2 separate regions of the Zea mays genome follow, and region 2 is linked to region 1. The links are chromatin contacts, called in public Hi-C maps. All regions are on one chromosome and are shown on one strand. The core of a region is the stretch at or near the end of the contact, and the rest is flanking DNA. Distances in the headings are between cores, read along the strand shown. Region 1 holds the start of LOC100283677. Region 2 holds the start of LOC103654324 (tryptamine hydroxycinnamoyltransferase 1).

What was found. A called contact is a pair of places that touch in the nucleus more often than the background predicts.
Region 2: a contact with region 1 is called in a Hi-C map of ear, with 2.2 times the contacts expected there. The contact joins the promoter of LOC103654324 here to the promoter of LOC100283677 in region 1. A contact is called at or near these places in 4 of 25 Hi-C or Micro-C datasets (ear, leaf and tassel) and 1 of 3 datasets of contacts at active chromatin or transcription factors (leaf).

The regions. Positions count from the first base shown.
Region 1 is chr4:192,077,179-192,083,706 of Zm-B73-REFERENCE-NAM-5.0, forward strand. LOC100283677 reads left to right here and starts at 3,331. Exons shown (of 9, transcript NM_001156578.2): 1 at 3,331-3,588; 2 at 3,794-3,926; 3 at 4,107-4,251; 4 at 4,333-4,512; 5 at 4,612-4,692; 6 at 4,827-4,990; 7 at 5,079-5,215; 8 at 5,346-5,461; 9 at 5,562-5,928. The coding sequence starts at 3,799. The coding sequence ends at 5,795. It overlaps LOC103655792 (proteasome adapter and scaffold protein ECM29), which reads right to left. Exons shown (of 35, transcript XM_020552775.2): 35 at 6,020-6,528. The coding sequence ends at 6,343. It also overlaps the pseudogene LOC109945601.
Region 2 is chr4:192,242,246-192,248,773 of Zm-B73-REFERENCE-NAM-5.0, forward strand. It overlaps LOC103654324 (tryptamine hydroxycinnamoyltransferase 1), which reads right to left and starts at 3,998. Exons shown (of 1, transcript XM_008681169.4): 1 at 2,330-3,998. The coding sequence starts at 3,838. The coding sequence ends at 2,468. LOC103654325 (pentatricopeptide repeat-containing protein At1g52620) reads right to left here. Exons shown (of 2, transcript XM_035967483.1): 1 at 6,074-6,528; 2 at 5,098-5,482. The coding sequence ends at 6,245.

The sequences.
Region 1 (6,528 bases), core at 2,081-4,580:
GGTCTGTACGAGGCCTGGACTGGCTGTCCAGCAACATTGCGAGCAAGGTATACATATGGCTTGTTTGTCTCCAGTAAATATATTTGTTCGATCTGCAAATAGTTTTTCCATTTTACCTTTTCCCCTATGCATAGCGTGTTTGAAGCACTGTTTCTCACTACTAAATCAACTTGTTATGATTCCTCCCTTTTCTGCACATGTAGGCTTGAATATCAAATGCGAACTGACTAGGAGCTCCGGATGTATCATGGAAACTTAGGACAGAATCGCCTCTGCAACCTGTTAGGTGTCTTCTACCGGCACAATATATCTTCCAAACCCACAGTCTGGTTAGTGTTTTTTTTGCTATGCAACATTGGGAAAACTGAAACCTTTATGCTATTTTGAATACACGACGATTATTTAAATCCTTGCAGTGAATTTCCTGTCATGGCCCATGTATACCAGTATGCATGACTTTGGTACTTTTTCAGAAATGCACATATTAATTCCTGATAATTGTATTGTACTTGTGATAATAATAAGAATCATCATAATCCTCCGCACGATGGTAATATCGAACATAATACTTTGTGTTGTTTAGTCAGAATACTACCTATTAACTGATGTTCTAGATCTGACACTTCTACCTTACTTTTTTGTTTAGTTACCCGCTCCATCCAGGGGATCATATACTTCTATGGATTGAGCCCTCTGGGTATCTTCTTGTCTATTGTTTAATCTATGTGACTCGTCAAAATTTTGGCACTTTTTTCTTGTTCACCACAATGAAGAAAAGTAATTTCATCCTTGGTTTTGCATCTGAGCTTTAATAATCTTTAATGTGTAATCTTAGGGGCTCTAAAGATATCTTTTCCCTGTGCCTTGTGAGACAAAGTCCATCGACTCGACAGAGAAAGCAACAGTTTGGTTTTGATGGGCAGAACAAAAGAAAGCTTTACTCGACTGCGGATGGTGTCTACTAATCCTGCTCACTTTGCAACTAGAGTGTGTAAGATTTTACCTTCGGCTGATTGTTTTGTGTAAGCAAAGATTGTACTGAAACTAAAGAAGTTGTGTGAGTCGACTCTATTTACCCTGTTGGCCCACTTTTTATGTTGCAGAAGGTTTTCACATCACAATTTGTAAATGGTCTAAATAGTATACATTCATTTTTAATGGCAGCAGTCGTGCAACCTGAATGTATGTCATGTTCCACAATTTGTAAATGCTGGATTTTTCATTTGTTCAATATCCGGCACACCTACTTTTGTGCTTTACCACAATCAAATTGGAAGACCCCAATTTGGACCGGACATGAAGTATGAAAAAAGTGTGCCTGGATTTTTTCCTATCGTTGGACTGAATCACATGCTGCATTTAGAATAACCTATTTTTCGGTAATAACAATTCTCTATAAATGAATGTTTGCCAATATTTCCTGTATGAGAGAAAAAAATCTTCAGAAGAACTGTTACCGGGTTCAGTGCTTCTGATTTCTGAATGAAGGTTAAACTGTCTGTTTTAAACTAAAACTTTGGTAAGCTTGATTCATTGGACTCTAGCAGGTGCAATACAGAACTCTAGATTGGTGTCATTATCATGGAGCCACCCAGACTAATATACTCTTATATGGGTACCACTTGCTAGCTACCTTTGGACCACTAAGCTTGTATGCACAGAAACAATTGATACTTTATTATGAGTTCTCAATCCTTTGCATTTGCCTTAGTATTCAAATGATTGCAATAGAAATGTATTGAATTATCTTTATGGTACTTTATTGTAAAGATTTGGACGTGTTTGAATAATTATTCCATTTAAATAAGATTTAACTATGTGATATATAGCCGTAGCGACGAGCTACCCAACTAAGATCGACTGCAACCGAGGACAACCCATCCATCTACGTTCGCTTGGGGACAATCGATATTCACATTTGTATTCACAATCTCAATGTATCTTAATAAAATGTATTAATCTCAATGTATGTTAATAAAATGTGTTGATTCCGTAGCAACGCACGGGTATATACCTAGTCTAAACTGAAGACGGAATAGGAAACCGATCTGGCGGTTCGTCCACAGTTTCCACGGCCACGCTTGGTGGGCTGGGCCGACGCAGGCAAATTGGCCTCGTCAATTTGGGGACTAGCCTGACCGGTTCTTGTTTTTTTCCCCTCCCTTTTCCCACTCTTATTTTTGTCCCTCTTGATGCCTCGAAATATGTTGCCCTCAATTATTTTTTTCCTCCAACACGCTCTCTCTTTTATGTTGAGAACTTGACGATGCTATTCAATCTCTGCTCTGTCCTAGTTTACCGTATCAACAATTGAACTTCTTAGATGTAAGCCCGTCTTCCGCATCTCTTCTATCCTAATTTCTATCCCGATCTTATATTTCAAACTCCAATATATAAATAACGCAGTCTATAATATAAAGCGGTATTGTACACTATCATATTTACAGTCTGCTGCATATATATTGTTGTTTGTGTGACGGAGATAGTAATAAACTAGTAATGGACACGTTGTGTCATTTGTCATCCCCAGCACGTTGCAAAAATAGTATATGGCTGCCGGATTTTATTCAGGTCAACGTACTGATTTTTTTTATAAAAAAAAGATGTGTGCTGTGCTGTCACATATCTCCCTCCCGCCGCTAATAAATGTGCGATTGGGCCCAAACCGGCCTCGTCGAACCGCTCCATATCTGCGAATCGGGTGTGGATGCAAGATGTCTCGTGATGTTCACATCCGCGGCGGCCTTCCACCTCACGTATGATCGTCTACGGATTCGGTTTGTGTTGGATTGGATGGGTGGGGATCCAAAACTAACTAGACGGAGGCGTCTCGTACCGAGAACCCATTCGCCCGTTAACGCGGGATCCCAACGATCTGGGAGTATTTAACTTCTTACTGGGTCCTGGAGTAGAAGGTTCTAACGGATCCAAACCAGCGTCTCCGACTCCGGTCCGGTCCGAGACGGACCCGGTAATAAGAAAGAGGTCGTGGGCTCGTGCTGTGGCCTGTGGAGGAGAGGAGGTTAGGTTGAGGCCGTGGGCCGTGGCTGCCCACCCACCTGAAAACTACCCAACCCACCCGCCCACCACTTCTTCTCACGCGTCCCGCCGCGGCGCCACACGCTGCACCGGTCTCACGCCCCCCACGACGCCGTGGGGCCCTGTCGGTGGACCAGGCCCACGGTTGGCTCTTCCTCGCTTCCTCCTCCATTCCTCTCCCTCTCTCTCTCGTCGGTGGGACCGTGGGATACGCTGACGGACGGACGGGCTGAGGCAAGGCCGCCTGCGGGCGGGAGGAAGAAAAGCGAAGCTGCTGCGCCCTCCCCTCCCCCATCTCCGCCCCCCGCCTCACCCACCAGACGAGAGAGCGAGCGCAGTTCGGCCGCCGGTCGCGTCCGACTCCAGCAAAGCCGAGCGCCCACCCCCTCACCCTATTACCTTCCTCTCGGGTCCAATTCGGTGCCTGGCTGACTCCGCACGTCTTCCCCCCTTTTCCCTCCCTCGACCGACGACCGTCCGTCCACCACCGGATCCAGGAGCGACCCTCCCTCGTGCTCGTCGACGATCGACCGGCCGCCGATCGTCCAGGTACTGCGCAAGCTCATCACCGCCGCAGCTTCGCTGCTCGCTTCTTACTGCCTAGCTGGGGTTTGTGGTTCTGTTTCGTACCGCAACTGATTCATCATCGAAACGGAAGCCGACACCACCAAGGCCGAGCGACTTGCTGAGACGGACAAGGTACTCTAGTCCACGACGAACGAAATTGAGCTTATGGATTCCCTGTTCTTCTCAGGAAGGATGTCGAGCCTCGAGGAGCCGCTGGGTCTCGGAGACCTGCCTAAGTTGAGTATTAACAGACTCGGGCGGTTCGTGTCGCTGGGCGCTCGGAGGCCACCGGCCGACGACGACGACCACAGCACTGGCAAGTAAGTGTAGCCATATACGTATGGTATGGATACTATATCACTATGAGCAGTTGACGTGCACAACTCATCAAGGCCCCCAGATGGGGTGAGACCGCCAGCAGCAGTGTCGTTCGTTCGTCCGTGCGTTCTGCCGAATGCTTTTGGTTGTTTGAAGTTCGTAATTGTTTGCTCGGCTTTCAGATACAGCAGCAGCTCCTGCAACAATGGCAGCCATCAGATGGCCTTCCATCATGGCAGCAACTCCTCCTATCCCTGGCACCCGCAGTGCCGCCAGGCCGCCGATCCATCACGCGATGCAGTGGAGCTTAGAGATCTCCCTCGCAAGGTATTTTTCGCCTTTGCACCCCCACCGCATCAGCCAGCCTAGCTTGTCGATCGATCGACCGACAGTACGTCCCTCACCCAGGTCATGTGGGAGCTGCCGAGGTTCGTGAAGATAGTGGAGGTGGGGCCTCGGGACGGCCTGCAGAACGAGAAGGGCAACGTCCCGGCGTCCGTGAAGATCCAGCTGATACACAAGCTGGTCGGCGCGGGCCTGTCGGTTGTCGAGGCCACCAGCTTCGTCTCCCCAAAGTGGGTGCCGCAGGTGACGTGCATGTAGCCTACTACCATAGTGCCATGGCTCTTCCATGGAAAAAAAAGGTCATCAAGTTCTTATCTAGCACAGTACGTTTGGCAACTGCAGCTAGCCGACGCAGAGGAGGTGCTGAAGGGTATAAAGCAGGAGCCAGGCGTGCGGTACCCGGTGCTAACACCTAACCTCAGAGTGAGATCTACTCCGCCACCGTTTTCCTTTTTCCTCTAAGAAACCTACGTGTATTCTGCTACTACTAGTAGAGTCGAGAAGAAGGTGTGGGTACGGTCTGTGCATGATGAATCATGAGTCGAGCGCTTTTCCAGGGGTTCGAGGCTGCCATCGCAGCCGGCGCGAAGGAAATCGCGGTCTTCGCGTCCGCGTCTGAATCCTTCTCCAGGTCCAACATCAACTGCACCATCGAGGAGAGCCTTGCTCGGTACCGCGGCGTCACAGCGGCTGCCAAGAAACACGGGCTAAGCATCCGGGGGTAAGTGAGTCGATCGATTTTTCTTTCTTTCTTTCCCGCCTCTTCAAGTCCGTGTGATGTGGTCTGAATTCCTCTGTTGGTCTCTCAGGTACGTGTCATGTGTGATTGCTTGCCCCGTTGGAGGCGCAACCGATCCGGCGAAGGTGGCGTACGTAGCTAAGGAGCTGTATACCATGGGCTGCTCGGAGATCTCGCTCGGCGACACGACTGGTGTCGGGACACCAGGTGTACTACTGGTTCTCTCTGCCTATGCTATGCCGAACCCGTTCGTGGCTCTCAGTCGTTTTCTGGACAGTACGTGGAGAGACCGGCCAAAAACTATACTCACTGCGATTTGCAAACGTCTCTGCCTCAGGTAGCGTGGTTGCTATGCTTCAAGCTGTCATGTCGTTTGTCCCGGTGGACAAGATTGCCGTTCATTTCCACGATACGTACGGGCAGGCCCTTGCCAACATCCTCGTCTCCCTTCAAGTAAGCAAAGCAACGGTATGTTTCGTCATTGGTCTACGACATTCATAGAGATATGCCTAACACACACAGACACACACATACACATTCATTGTCTCGTCAGATGGGGATCAACATAGTGGACTCGTCGGTGTCGGGCCTTGGAGGCTGCCCGTATGCCAAGGGCGCCACTGGCAACGTCGCCACGGAGGATGTCGTGTACATGCTCCATGGCCTGGGGATCGAGACCAACGTCGACCTCAACAAGCTCATGGAGGCTGGTGACTACATCTCCAAGCATCTGGGCAGGCCGCTGGGTTCCAAGACCGCCACTGCTCTCCGCAAGCTGACCGCCTGAAAAAACCTTTTCAAGCACTCCCAAGAGAAATGTATCGGTTCGAGGTCCCATCTCTCAGTCATATGAATGTCCTGTAGTTTTACTTTATGCTTTTTTTCCGCTCAGACATTGCCTACTCTGAGCATTTTATTCACACACTTTGTACCCGCCGTTGGATGATTCTGAATAATCTTGGTGTTCCTGGACGCGAGTTATGTTTGCGGAAACGAGTGTACGGACAAATGTATCAGAATATCTCGGTTAACGATCTAAACAACAAATGCTGCTGCAACAGTTTCTTGCTGCCGGACAATCTCGTGTTTCTTACATGCACATGTATCAGAATATCACGGTTAAGGATAAGGATCTAGGCAGTAAATTAGCAAAACTAATGGAAGCATGCGCCTATCTCCCCTGCCATATGACACAAAACGGAGGGAGAACTATGCCGTATTCTGTACCACATGCATACATCCGAATGAGTTTCGAATCACCAAGAGAACTTTACTATGTATCGGAACGAGTTTACAATCACCATGAGAACTTTGCGTGTTCCCTCTTCTGGTTTCTAATCCGTCGTCATGGTTACTCCAGGGAGAGCTTTAAGAATGGCCAGGCATTCCTTCAGAATCGCCTTTGCTTGTTCGCTTTTTTCAGACTCGCAGAGCTCTGTGAGTTCATCCTCGAACTTGGCCTCTGTTCTGTTCGACAGCGGGAAGTCTCTGTACAGTTTGCTCAAATCAAGAAGGCACTC
Region 2 (6,528 bases), core at 2,748-5,247, 170 kb after region 1:
CACTATGCACTCTTGCTCAAATTGTAAATCACCATGGAATCTCCCAATAGCAATAGCATATTTATCATCATCTAATAATCTACTACATGCAGCCATGGATCTTTCATATTCACTTTGGAAAGCTTCAAAAATAACTGGAGTGTACACTTCACTTGCTTGCAGCAACATAGGTGTGTGCATTTGCCTTCTTGGCATTTTTTTTCTTGCCTCAAATTCAGATTCCAATTTCGTAGCTCTTTTATCTGCCACTGTCCTCTCAAAATGCTTCAAAAAACGAATAATATCAAAATCTGATTTCAAATGATTCTTCAGTGCATTGTTGAAGCTCTCACTTAGTTGTGTACTTCGCACTCCCAAACTAAAGACATCTCTCATATAGCATTCAACCCATTTTTCTTTAACCTTGTATATACTATCTAACCATGTTTGCTTATGCACTTTAGATCTTATAATGTCAAATGCTTCTTGAAATTCTGCCTTGTCCTCATAACCATACATACAAGCACTAAAATCGGATAAAATGTTAGTTTCTTCATCTTCATCTTCATCTTCGCCTTCGCCTTCTCCTTCTCCTTCTCCTTCTTTGTCCTTCACTGAAGATAAATGTTTGATAGCATTCTGCATTATGTGAAAGGTACACAACCCATGATATGATTCTGTAAATACTTTGTAAATAGCCTTTCCCATTGCTGCATCTTGATCCGTATAGATAGTTCTAGGTTGTTTTCCATTATGTGCAGCTAATAAAGTCTGAAAAAGCCATATAAATGAGTCCTCTGTTTCATCAAATAGAAGTGCAGCACCAAATACAGTGGTTTCTCTAAACTGATTTAGCCCAAGAAAAACACCAAAAGGCCTATACTCTTTGTTGGTGCCAAAAGTAGTGTCAAATGTAACCACATCACCAAAGTGTGCATAGTCAAGAATCATCTTTGCATCAACCCAAAATATGTTGGTTATATGCTCCTCACAATCTAACTGCAAAGCATATTGGAATGATGGATTTTGAGCAATTTTGTCATGAAAATACTTCAACATACTTCCAGCCTGTCCATAAGCCAAATCCCTCTGCCGTTTGCTTTGCAAGTAATTTTTGCGATCACGGCAAGTGTAGCTAAGGTTAAGTGATCCACCAACTTGACGACTAGCCAACTCATGTGCAGCTTTTGGTCTAATTCCAGAATCATCCGCAGTCTCTATTTCAAAAGCTTGCAATTCTGAAATTTTTCTCTGCGATGCCATCAAGTGCCGAGTTTCTGGCAAGTGAAGAAGGTGATTGTGTTCAAGCATAACATCTGTGACTTCATAATTTCCTGCACCTCGATCCAATATAAGGCTCATTCGAGCTTTGCAATCAGTTCTTGTTTCAGCTCTAAAGCACTTTGGCACATGATTTGTTTGCCCTTTCCTTCGGAAGCCCTCATTGGAACAAACAAATCTGCATGAGGTCACCTTACGATCAAAGGTGCTTACATTTGTGTATCTTTTCCTCACATCAAAGCCTGTGCGACCACCATATGCCAACCAAAACTGCCAAGCCTCATCTGCACTTTTGAACCTTAAACCAACTTTAGGAGTCCCTTGTTTAATTCTACCATGGCCTTGTACACCACTCACAATTGCACAAATTTGTTCTCTGAGACACACATCAACTAGTTCTGTAACCCAAAAAAATTGACAAACCAGAAAATATAAAAATCTTGTACCTGGATATAGCCTGACACGAGAGAACTCTTCCAGGAGAGGCGCGGAGGGCGGCGCGGCTGGGCACCGGACGACGGGCGGCGCAGCTAGGCGGACGTCAGGCGGCGCGACAGAGGAGCGGTGCTGAGGAAGACGACGCCGCACGGCAACAGTGAGGAAAACGGCGTGGAGCGGCAGTGAGGAGTCCGCCGCGGCGGATGCGCGAGCAGTACGGAGCAAGTTGGCGGGAACGCGACTAAATGCGACGCTGTTCCCGCGTCCTTCTCTTGTTGGCGTGGGGCAATGGGAAAAGCCAGAGTGCTAGCTTGGAAATCTCTATAGCCGTCAGATGGTAGCTGGAGGGTGCTGATTGAGGGAACGTTACGTTGTAAAGTTGCTCTGTAAAGTTACTCAATCTGGGTTCGGCCTGGACGGCCTGATCCGGAAAGCTATCGAACTGACTTCACATGAGGGAATTGATCTGGACAGATCTGTACGGCAGCCTAGCTAGCTGCCTTGAGTGACCCGACCTAGCTGGATTAAGATGACAAACCTAGACAACTTTGCATATATAGAACAACACGCTTATCCTCTATTCCATTTTTTCGTATCAACCATATATGTTGAGAATTTCGGACATAATTAGTACTGTATATATTTAAATAAAACTTTATTGACTTGTGAGAAATATATATATTATTCCTTTCCCGCATGCTTAGGCAGTAAATAATTTTGGTGGCGACGTGTGTGTTTTCATCCTCCATGAGTGACACGGAGTTGTTTTCTAGTCCATGGTGTAAGCAATATCCATAAGCTCCTTGGCATGCTTGTCCCACAGCGCCACGAACGCGTCGACGCCGCCTCCTTTCCGCAGGCTGGGTATGAGCACGACCACCCCGTCCAGCGGGACCTTCGCCGGCAGGATCCCGGCCAGCCGTCCGCCGCACCCAAAGTCCAGGCGGTGCAGCTCCAGGTGCAGCCAGCTGTCGGACGCGACGTCCGGGAGCAGCACGTTGTCCTCGTCCCCGACCGTGGGCTCCAGCAGCTCCTCGCCGCCGTGCAGGTGCAGCTCCCCGAAGTCGACGAAGGACTGGAAGTACTGGCGGTCGCGCGCGCGCACGGCCGCGCGGATCAGCGCCGCCGCGTCGGCCAGGGCGCCCCGCGCCAGGTCCCGGGCGCAGGTGGCGGCGCTCGCCGTGAGGACCGCGTTGCCGAAGAAGCCCCGCGCCAGGGCGTCGGCGCCGAGGCGCGCGCGGCCGTTCACCGCCGCGTTCAGCGCCGTGCGCGACGCGTCGTCGGCGCGCCCGCGCGCCAGCGTGATCTTCCGCCACAGGTGCGCCGACACGGCCTCGAAGGTCGTGTACCACCGGCCCTGTCCCTGCGGCGGCGCAGCTGAGGCCTTGAGCGCCGCCACGAAGTCGCTCGGGAGGTGCAGCAGCACGTTGGCGATCTCCGAAGGGTCCACCCGGGCCGGCGCCGGCCTGCCGGCGGCGGCGTCCTCGGCGCGCAGGAACTCGGTGCCGCGGTGCTCGAACTCGCACCGCGGCGGCCGGCGCGGCGTGATGGCGCCCGGGCCGTACGGCGCCGGTGCCGGCGGCGCCGCCGGTAGTAGAGTGTCGTGTTTGTTGTTGGCGCGGACGGCGTCGGCCCACGCGTGGAAGAAGGTGGACATGGAGTAGCCGTCCGCGGCCTGGTGGTACGAGGACGAGGCGATGACGAGGCCCCCGCACGCGAAGCGGTTGATCTGGAGCATGAGCATGTGCGGTGGCGGCGGAGCCACGTCGCCGCCGACCGGCACGTGCAGGCGCGCGAGCTCCGGCGCGGGCGCGAGCGGGAGGTGGTCGGAGAGCGCGGACGCCACGGTGGCCTCGACAACGAGCGCGCCCGCGCCGCCTCTCCCCGTGACGAAGAACGGGCGTCGGCGCTCGTCGGCGTCGGCGACGACGAGGCGCGCGGTGAGGAGCGGGAAGCGCGGGAGCGTGGCGGCGAGCGCGTCCAGGAGGGCGGCGTCGGTGGGGTTGGGCGCGGCGTAGGCGAACAGCACGGTGACGTGGTAGGCGGGCGCGACGAGGTCGAACACCGTCAGCGGCACCTCCGCCGACGGCTCCGACTGCGGCGCGGGTATCACGAAGCTCCGCTGCACCTGCACGTCCATGATGCTGGCTGGCGAGCTTGAGCTAGGTAGCTAACTGCTAACCCTTGTGACTTGTGAGTACGTAGGGAAGCTTTGTGACTTGAGAGAGTGCAAAAGATGGTGGTGGTGGTGCCCACAGTGTGTAGGCAATGGCAGTCTATATATAGTGTGTGTGTGCCGTGGAAACCTCGTCGTGTCTGAACACTGAACTGAACCCTGCATGTGTTTCGGTCTGGTCTGGAGACTGGAGTGCGCGCGGTGGTGGTTGGTGTGCCAAATAGCTCAAGCTCGCCATGCATCGATCCGTGCGTCCTCGTAAATGCGTGCCTGTATACAGACAGACAGAGAGAGGGGTCAGATCAGGGAGCGAGAGGTGCACTGCAGTCTGCATGCAATGGTTGACGTGCTTGGCCGCGATCGTCCAAACGGTGCCAAAGGAATAGTCGGATAGGGAGACGTCACCTGAACCTGATGAGGACGACGCAGGAGGCCAGGAGCACGACCACCCGCGAGTTCGTTCCCAATGCATGCATGCTGTTCTTGGCCCTACTACGTGCCCCTGGTCCACGGTCGTCTACTGGCCCTGGCCTGGGTGTACGCACAGTCGTGCATGCCTGCGTGCGGGACCGGGGGACCACGACGACACCAACCGCGCGCTACGTGTCTGCAATCTGCATGCAGCAGAGGTCAAACTTGTGTGCGAGATGGCGTCGTCATGGTCATGCCATGCGACACCAACCACTGAACTGAGGAAAAGAAACCTGTAGGGCGTTTGGTTTACATATTTGTAACGTAATGGGTAACGGATAACGTTAAATCATGTTTGTTTTAGTCTAACCGTAATCAAATACCACACTAAAATTTGATACCAGCATATTCAAATTTGTTAGCGCCAGTAATCGAGCCGAAACCATTACCATTACCATTTGCGTTACATTTTTTGAACCAAACGGCACCCTGGTGACTCCAACTGTTGACTCTCCTCTACCCATCTGTGTCGTGGGCCTGCCCGCGAGAACGGGACCCATTTGCGTTGCACTTCTCGTGAGGCTTGCAGTACAGTCCATTCCACGCCACGGCCCAATAAAATCTGACGCCGAAGTCACCGCGGAGCCTTTCTCAAGAGGAAATAAATTACAGATGGAAATATTTCTATTTTTCTGTAAATAACACTGATGATACGCACATCTGAACAATTCCACCGCACAGCATATGTAGACATATCAAATATTGCGCTGCGCAATGCTGACATCAGCGGTAAAGGTTCAAGCTGCCGACGGTGAAGAAAACATCAGGATTGCATTCAAGTAATTTTGCCAGGTCCCTCTTGCGTCCAGTAGACAGGTTTTATACTAGATGAAAACAGAATATTTTTGGGGTTGGGACACGCCGCTCCGACTTCTAGTGGTGGTGATGATCCGTAAAACAGTTCTATTGTCATGCGGGATGCCTCTTGCGCTAGATGCTAACACGGTCAGAAGCTCGGTATGGGGTCAGCAGCTATGTACACAAGTATATATGCAGACGGGAAATAACTTTATGTTTTTGGCTAATGTCTAACATTACAGGTGGGGGGGAAAAAGTTTCAACAGTGCTGCTGGCTGTAACGAGGGAGCGGCTGATTTAATTCGCGTACCTGAAAAGGAGAGTCCAAGAGTTATAATCCTGGAAGAAGGAAACAAACAGGAACCTTAGTCTGTTAGTGTACCTTTCTAATATAAAGAGGGGGAACCAAATGCAGATGCAGAGCAGCATATAGTTGCTCAGATTTTTGTTCATCAATGCGTTTCAGTGCTCGATCTTGCGCGTTAACACTTGCAAGCATGATTCCCTGATGGCTGATTCTTATGTGACTTTGCGTCTCAATGCATGTGAACTGTGATGTCATTGAAAGCATGTTTTTTTGTGTGTGTGTGGTTAGAATAGGTTGACTGGTTTCCCCAGAAAAACCAATTTATCAACAAGGCAACGACCAGATACAAGAGAGAAAAAAAATTATATAATATTTTAATTGATTAGGGAAAAGATGTTGAGAAATTGTGGTAAGCTAAAACAAATCCAACTTTAGTCTCTGTAGCATTGGGTTGGGGGTAAACAAATCACTAGTGTTACAGTCTCCTTCCTCAGACACCTCATATATGGCATTCCTCTACTTGCATTCAGTGGAAGAGCTTTTAAAATATCAGATAAAGAAGCTGTAAAATGCATTGTTAAAGTTATATATATAAAAAAGGCAAACTGTGCACTGATTGCTACCTTCAAGGACGATCCCCACCGGAAACTTTGCCTTGCAGATTGCACTTGCGGTCTTGAAATTCATTGCTGGAGGAAACACCCTGTCAGGAGCTTCCTTGGCATTTCAAACCATGCTATTCTTCTTGTTATACCTTGATTCCAAGTGCCAGGTAAACCATGACATTGTGGGGGTCAGGAACCAGCGAATCTCTGCTCTGGTTGTTTGAGGAACTGAAACTCCTCAGAATATAACTGTAAAATCCTAGAGACTTCACCTACAACTGAACTAGTTACATGCTGATTGAATAATGCCATGTACTTGGTGATTATCTCAAATTCATCCTGCTGAAATTCATTAGGTAAGGCACTCCTCCATTTCCCTGATTCTCCAGCAGAAGAAAATCCATAAAGAAGTGAAAGGAAGGTTATAGGGTCTGGCAAGCAGCCTTTGTTAGACATCTTATCTTTCAGGTCCA